Regions from separate parts of the Mus musculus genome. Here region 2 is linked to region 1. A link is a contact called in public promoter capture Hi-C data. All regions are on one chromosome and are shown on one strand. Each heading gives the region's core, a stretch centred on a gene start, on an enhancer-like site or on the middle of the called end of the contact. The rest is flanking DNA. Distances are from core to core; before and after follow the strand shown. Region 1 has its middle 21 kb from the start of Gm51712. Region 2 overlaps Zfp609 (zinc finger protein 609).

The links. Capture Hi-C pulls out chosen DNA fragments and counts their contacts.
Region 2: a contact with region 1 is called in a promoter capture Hi-C map of adipose tissue. The contact joins two enhancer-like sites. A contact is called at or near these places in 1 of 115 datasets of contacts at active chromatin or transcription factors (microglia) and 2 of 9 other capture datasets (adipose tissue and liver).

Annotation. Positions count from the first base shown.
Region 1 is chr9:65,540,566-65,543,324 of GRCm38.p6, reverse strand. No RefSeq gene overlaps it. Among named protein-coding and RNA genes, the nearest start is that of Gm51712, 21 kb to the left of the region's middle. Within about 2 kb of position 1,469, at least 245 of the 459 cell types and tissues checked have an H3K27ac peak or open chromatin away from gene starts, as enhancers often do. A contact at or near this core is called in adipose tissue, where this site is marked.
Region 2 is chr9:65,700,661-65,703,676 of GRCm38.p6, reverse strand. Zfp609 (zinc finger protein 609) reads left to right here. Exons shown (of 10, transcript NM_172536.3): 5 at 1-1,405; 6 at 2,489-2,855. Among named protein-coding and RNA genes, the nearest start is that of Oaz2, 26 kb to the right of the region's middle. Within about 2 kb of position 1,251, at least 43 of the 459 cell types and tissues checked have an H3K27ac peak or open chromatin away from gene starts, as enhancers often do. A contact at or near this core is called in adipose tissue, where this site is marked.

The sequences.
Region 1 (2,759 bases), core at 220-2,719:
ACCAATTTTTAAATGACATTTTCTGTATTTGTGTGAGCAGGTGGGCAGGCACATGTGCCATGGGTACATGAGGAGGTTAGAGGACAGTTTTTGAGAATCAATCCTTACCTTCTCCCATGTGGGTCCCAGGGATGACTTTTGTCATCAGGCCTCGTGGTAGATACCTTTACCCATCCAGCTATTTCTATGGCTCTAAGATGAACTGTTTTAGCTTTAGATATGAGACAGGTGATTATTGTCTTTCCATACTTGACTTATTTCACTTAACATGATATCACTCAGTTCTCTTGCTGCTATTGTTGATGTCTTGAGGTGTGTCTTGTATATGTATACATATTCTGCTTGTCCATGTATGCATTTATGTAAGCCAGAGGTCCAGTTTGGGTCCTGTCTATCATTCTTCGAATTGCCTTTTGAGACAGGGTCTTAAACTGACCCCAAAGTTCACTGATTGGCTAGCTTAGATGGCCACCGATCCCTGGAGATCTTGTCTTCACCTCCCAACACAGGGATATGGGTCATGCTGCTGCAAATGCCCATAGATTACTGGGGATCAAACAGAGGTCCTCAGGTTTGCATACCAAGCCCTTTACCCACAGAGGCATCCACCCAGGCCTCACGACCTCCAGTTCTATCTGTGGAGCTACAGATTACAGAATTTCATTGATTTTTTTTTTAATGGTCAGGTTGTGTGTATGTGTTCGATTTCATTGTGGACATCTGGTTAATTCTGTACCTTGGAGCCTGTGAATAACACAGTCATCATGGAAGTACAGCTCTCTCCTCCTCAACGCACTCCTTCACTTCCCTTTCCTCTGGATATGCAGCTAGTAGTGAGATAGCTGGATCATATGATACATCTATTTTTAGTTCTTGAGGAACTTCCACACTGTTTTCCATAGTGACTACACTAATTTCCATTTCCACCAACAGAGTATGAGAGTTCCTCTTTCTGACATCTCATTGTTATTTGTTTAGTTTGGTGATAGCCATTCTATCTGGTGTGACCCGATTCCTCATTGTGGTTGAACTATTTTGGTTCTCTTCACATCAGCGAAAGGTAGAGTAGCAATTTCAACACGTCCATGGGATAAATGAGGTCACCGAGGGAGGCAGAGGACTCGCCTAGATAATCAGAGCCCCAACTTAAACGTGGGTCTTCCTGCTCTCTGGGCCGCAGAGGACATAGCAGGCAGACCTGGGTAGGAAAGCAGAAGGGACAAGTTCAGGAGGACAGAGCTTGGCCAAAGAGGAGCATGGATCCCCATGGTCTGGAGGGTCTGGCAGGAGGCAGAAGTAGTCAGCTAGGAGGAGCCAGATGGGTGAGAGCCTTTCCTCCGGGCTCCGGCTGTCCTCTCTGCTCTCAAAATGCCATCTCTATTGCCTGACAGACACCAGATAGGAGAGCAGAGAGGCTCATTAGTCCGTTAGCACTGGCTGAGTCAGGGCCTCACAAATGTGTTCCTCATGTGACTTGAGATGAGTCAAGAGGGGAAGTGGTGGGAGGGGATTCCCAGGATGCAGGCAGCGAGGGCCTGGGGGATGGAGGCCTAGAGATGGGCTGGAGGCTGGGCTTCTGTAGCGCGGCTGGTCCTCTCCTAGGTTCGTAGGCCACTGCAAAGAGTACGAGCAACTTAGAAGTGATAACTCCCCTGATGGGCAGCTTCAGTGGGTGAGCAACTCAAAGCGTCTGGTGATGAGGAAAGACCTGGCTTGGTGCCAAACAGTGTAACCACAGCAAAAGCCTAGGCTTGGGCACATGGGCCCCATTTCCTGAGACCTATTTGCTAAGCATTTATCTTTGTAGAAATTCAATCAGACACTGCATTTGATATACATATATATAAGATAATGTATGGGGCTGGCAAGATGGATCATCAGGTAAAGACACTTGGCACTAAGCCTGCAACCAGGGTTTGCGCCCAGGGACCCACGTGGTAAAAAGAGAAAATGAACACCTCAAGTTGTCTTCTGACCTCCACACATACCATAGCACACGCCCACATCCACTATAAAAATAAATACATAAATCCATAAAAGATAGTAAAAGCCAGCCATGGTGGCCCAAACCTGTCATCTCAGCACGTGGGAAGTAAAGGAAAAAGGATTAGGAATTCAAAGTAGTTCTCTGATTCATAATGAGTTTGAGGCCAGTTTGGGATATATAAGAACCTGCCTCAAACCTATAAGTGGTGGTGCACACCTATAATCTCAGCACTTGGGAGGCAGAGGCAGGCTGATCTCTGAGTTTGAGGCCAGCCTGGTCTACAGAGTGAGTTTCAGGATAGTCAGGACTACACAGAGAAACCCTGTCTCAAAACAACTACAACCACAGCAACAACAACAGCAACAACAACTCATTTGGATTATGTAGCTCAGTGGCAGAGAACTTACTTGCCATGTATAAGGTCCTGGGTTTGAACCCTTGAATTCCCTCAAAAAAGAAAGTCCCCACTAATAATTGTTTGATGGCTGTATTTACTTTATTTATTTTTATTTTTTGAGATAGGATCTCACTGTGTAGTCCCTGCTGCCTCCGGAGTGTTGAAATTAAAGGTGTGCGTTATCGAGCTCGGCTTGTTTGCTTTTTAAAATCATGTTTATTCTATGTATATGGATGTGTTGCCTCCGCATATGTCTGTGTACTGTGCACACCTGGTGTCCACGGATGTCAGAAGAGGGTGCTGGATCATTGAAGCTAGGTTATGGACAGGCGTGAGCCACCATGTGAGTCCTGGGAATATAACCAGGATCTTCTG
Region 2 (3,016 bases), core at 2-2,501, 160 kb before region 1:
CACTTTCCAGACAGCCACCTTCACAGCAGCAAGCCCAGGTTCCTCCTCAGGCTTGACCACCACCGTGGTCCAAGCAATGCCCAACAGTCCCCAACTCAAGCCCATTCAGCCCAAGCCCACTGTTATGGGAGAGCCTTTCACAGTCAACCCTGCCCTGACCCCTGCCAAGGACAAGAAAAAGAAAGACAAAAAAAAGAAGGACTCATCAAAGGAACTTGAAAGTCCTCTGACCCCTGGGAAGGTATGCCGAGCAGAAGAAGGTAAGAGCCCGTTCAGAGACGCAGCAGGAGATGGAATCAAAGTGGAGAGCCTTCTGAACGGCTCCTCAGAGTCCCACCAAAGCCGGTTAGCTAGTATCAAGGCTGAGGCTGATAAGATTTACAGTTTCACTGACAATGCCCCCAGCCCTTCAATTGGAGGCAGCAGCCGCCTAGATAGTACTACCCCGACCCAACCCCTAACTCCCCTCCACGTAGTGACCCAGAATGGAGCCGAAGCCAGCTCAGTCAAAACCAATAGCCCTGCCTACTCTGACATCTCTGATGCTGGGGAGGATGGGGAGGGCAAGGTGGACAGTGCCAAGTCGAAGGACCCCGAGCAGCTGGTTAAAGAAGGGGCTAAGAAAACACTGTTCCCCCCTCAGCCACAGAGCAAAGACTCCCCATATTATCAAGGCTTTGAAAGTTACTACTCTCCAGGTTATGCACAGTCCAGCCCAGGGACTCTCACCTCAAGCAGCCAGGCAGGAATGGAGGGCCAGCCCCTAAAGACAAAAAAGGATGAGGAGCCTGAGAGCGTAGAAGGGAAAGTAAAGAATGATGTCTGTGAGGAAAAGAAGCCGGAGCTGAGCAATTCCAGTCAGCAGCCCTCCGTCATCCAGCAGCGGCCCAACATGTACATGCAGTCCCTGTACTACAACCAGTATGCCTACGTGCCTCCTTATGGCTACAGTGACCAGAGTTACCACAGCCACCTCCTGAGTACCAACACCGCTTATCGGCAGCAGTATGAAGAACAGCAGAAGCGGCAGAGCCTGGAGCAGCAGCAGCAGCAGCAGCGGGGACTGGACAAGAAGACAGAGATGGGCCTGAAAGAGCGGGAGGCATCGCTCAAGGAAGAGTGGAAGCAAAAGCCCTCAATTCCACCAACTCTCACCAAGGCTCCCAGCCTGACAGACCTGGTGAAGTCAGGGCCCGGCAAGGCCAAGGAGCCTGGGACAGATCCTGCCAAGTCTGTCATCATTCCCAAGTTAGATGACTCATCAAAACTCCCCAGCCAGCCCCCTGAAGGCCTTAAAGGGAAGCTGGGTGAGGCCAGCCACCTAGGCAAGGAGGCGTCTGAGGCTAAGACGGGCACTGAGTGTGGCCGACAGGCAGAGGTGGATCCAATACTCTGGTACCGACAGGTAACTGTTGTATGTAAGGAAGTGGAGATGCTGTCTAATAAACTTTCTGGCCCCCACAGACCAGCATTGTCTTGTTTAGGGGTTCCATAGAATTGAAATTAGCAGAAGAGTTTTATAATTTTAGTAAACATGTACATTTTATGTTTTTTAAAAAGCACTTTTACCTCCTTAAAAGGTATTTTTTTCCTTAAATAGGGAAGAAGGACTAATAAGACAACTTATGTTGTCTACAATTAGTTGAGACTTCATTAGCAAAGCAAGACAAGAACCTGGGTATTTTGACTTCTAGCCCAGTGTTCAGAATGTTTCAGAATGGAAGCATATAGCACTCACAGGTTTCTTTAAAAAGGAATTTATGATGTCAGCTATGACAACACATGCCTGTAATCCTAGGACTTGGGAGGCTAAAAGCAGGTTATCTTGAGTTTATAGCCACACTGAGCTATATAGCCTGGGCTACATATACTTAGCAAGACCCTGTTCTCTCAAAATAAATATTATTTAGAAATTAAAACTAATGGGACTGGAGAGATGGCTCAGTGGTTAAAAGTACTTTCTGTCCTTCCAGAAGACTGGTTTATTCCTAGTACCCACATCAGATGGCTCACAACCTCCTGTGACTCCACTTCCAGGGGATCTGATTCTCTCATCTGGTCTCCGCAGATACCCATACCTGTTGCAAACATTCACACGGTCTTCCCTTTCCTCCTGGGGCACTGATAACTGCAAAGCACCATAAACATCTTGGCAGGAGGCAACTTGTATTCCCAGAGTCGCTGCCCCAGGAGTCTTGTACAGAGAAGAGCCACTGATGGTGTCACTGTTTCTCTCCTAGGATCTTGTTTCCTAGGAGAAGGTGTTTTGTCATGACAGGGTCTCGCTATGTATTCCTGGCTGGCCCTGAACCCACCTGTAGGTTCTGCCTCTGCCTCCTCAGTGTTTTTGTAAACAAATTCTGTACAAGTCAGAAGCGCACTGCGCCTTGAGTGCTGTTATGATCTGTTAATGTTTCTACTTAGACCTTGGGTTTGAAAAGGCTTTTATGTGTACTACTACTCGGCACCCATTCTGTGGTTTTTGCAGGAGACGGAGTCTCGAATGTGGACATATGTTTATCCTGCCAAATACTCAGACATCAAGTCAGAGGATGATCGGTGGAAAGAGGAACGGGACCGAAAATTAAAGGAGGACAGGAGCCGGAGTAAGGACTCTGTTCCCAAGGAAGACGGGAAGGAAAGCACAAGTAGTGACTGCAAGCTACCCCCATCTGAGGAATCCCGCCTCGGGAGCAAGGAGCCCCGACCAAGTGTCCATGTGCCTGTGTCCTCCCCGCTCACCCAGCACCAGTCCTACATCCCCTACATGCATGGCTACTCTTACAGCCAGTCATATGACCCCAACCACCCCAGCTACCGGGGGATGCCTGCTGTGATGATGCAGAACTACCCAGGTACAGTAGCTGCTGTCTGTGGTGCTCGTGGGCAAGGGAGGTGGAGCGCCTTTTCAGTCTAGAGCTCTTTGCTGTGTGGCTTTGGGAGACTGACTTGGATGACAGACTTTTTTATAGATAAGGTGTCCATGACGGGAAGTTGCCACTCTAACCTTAAATGA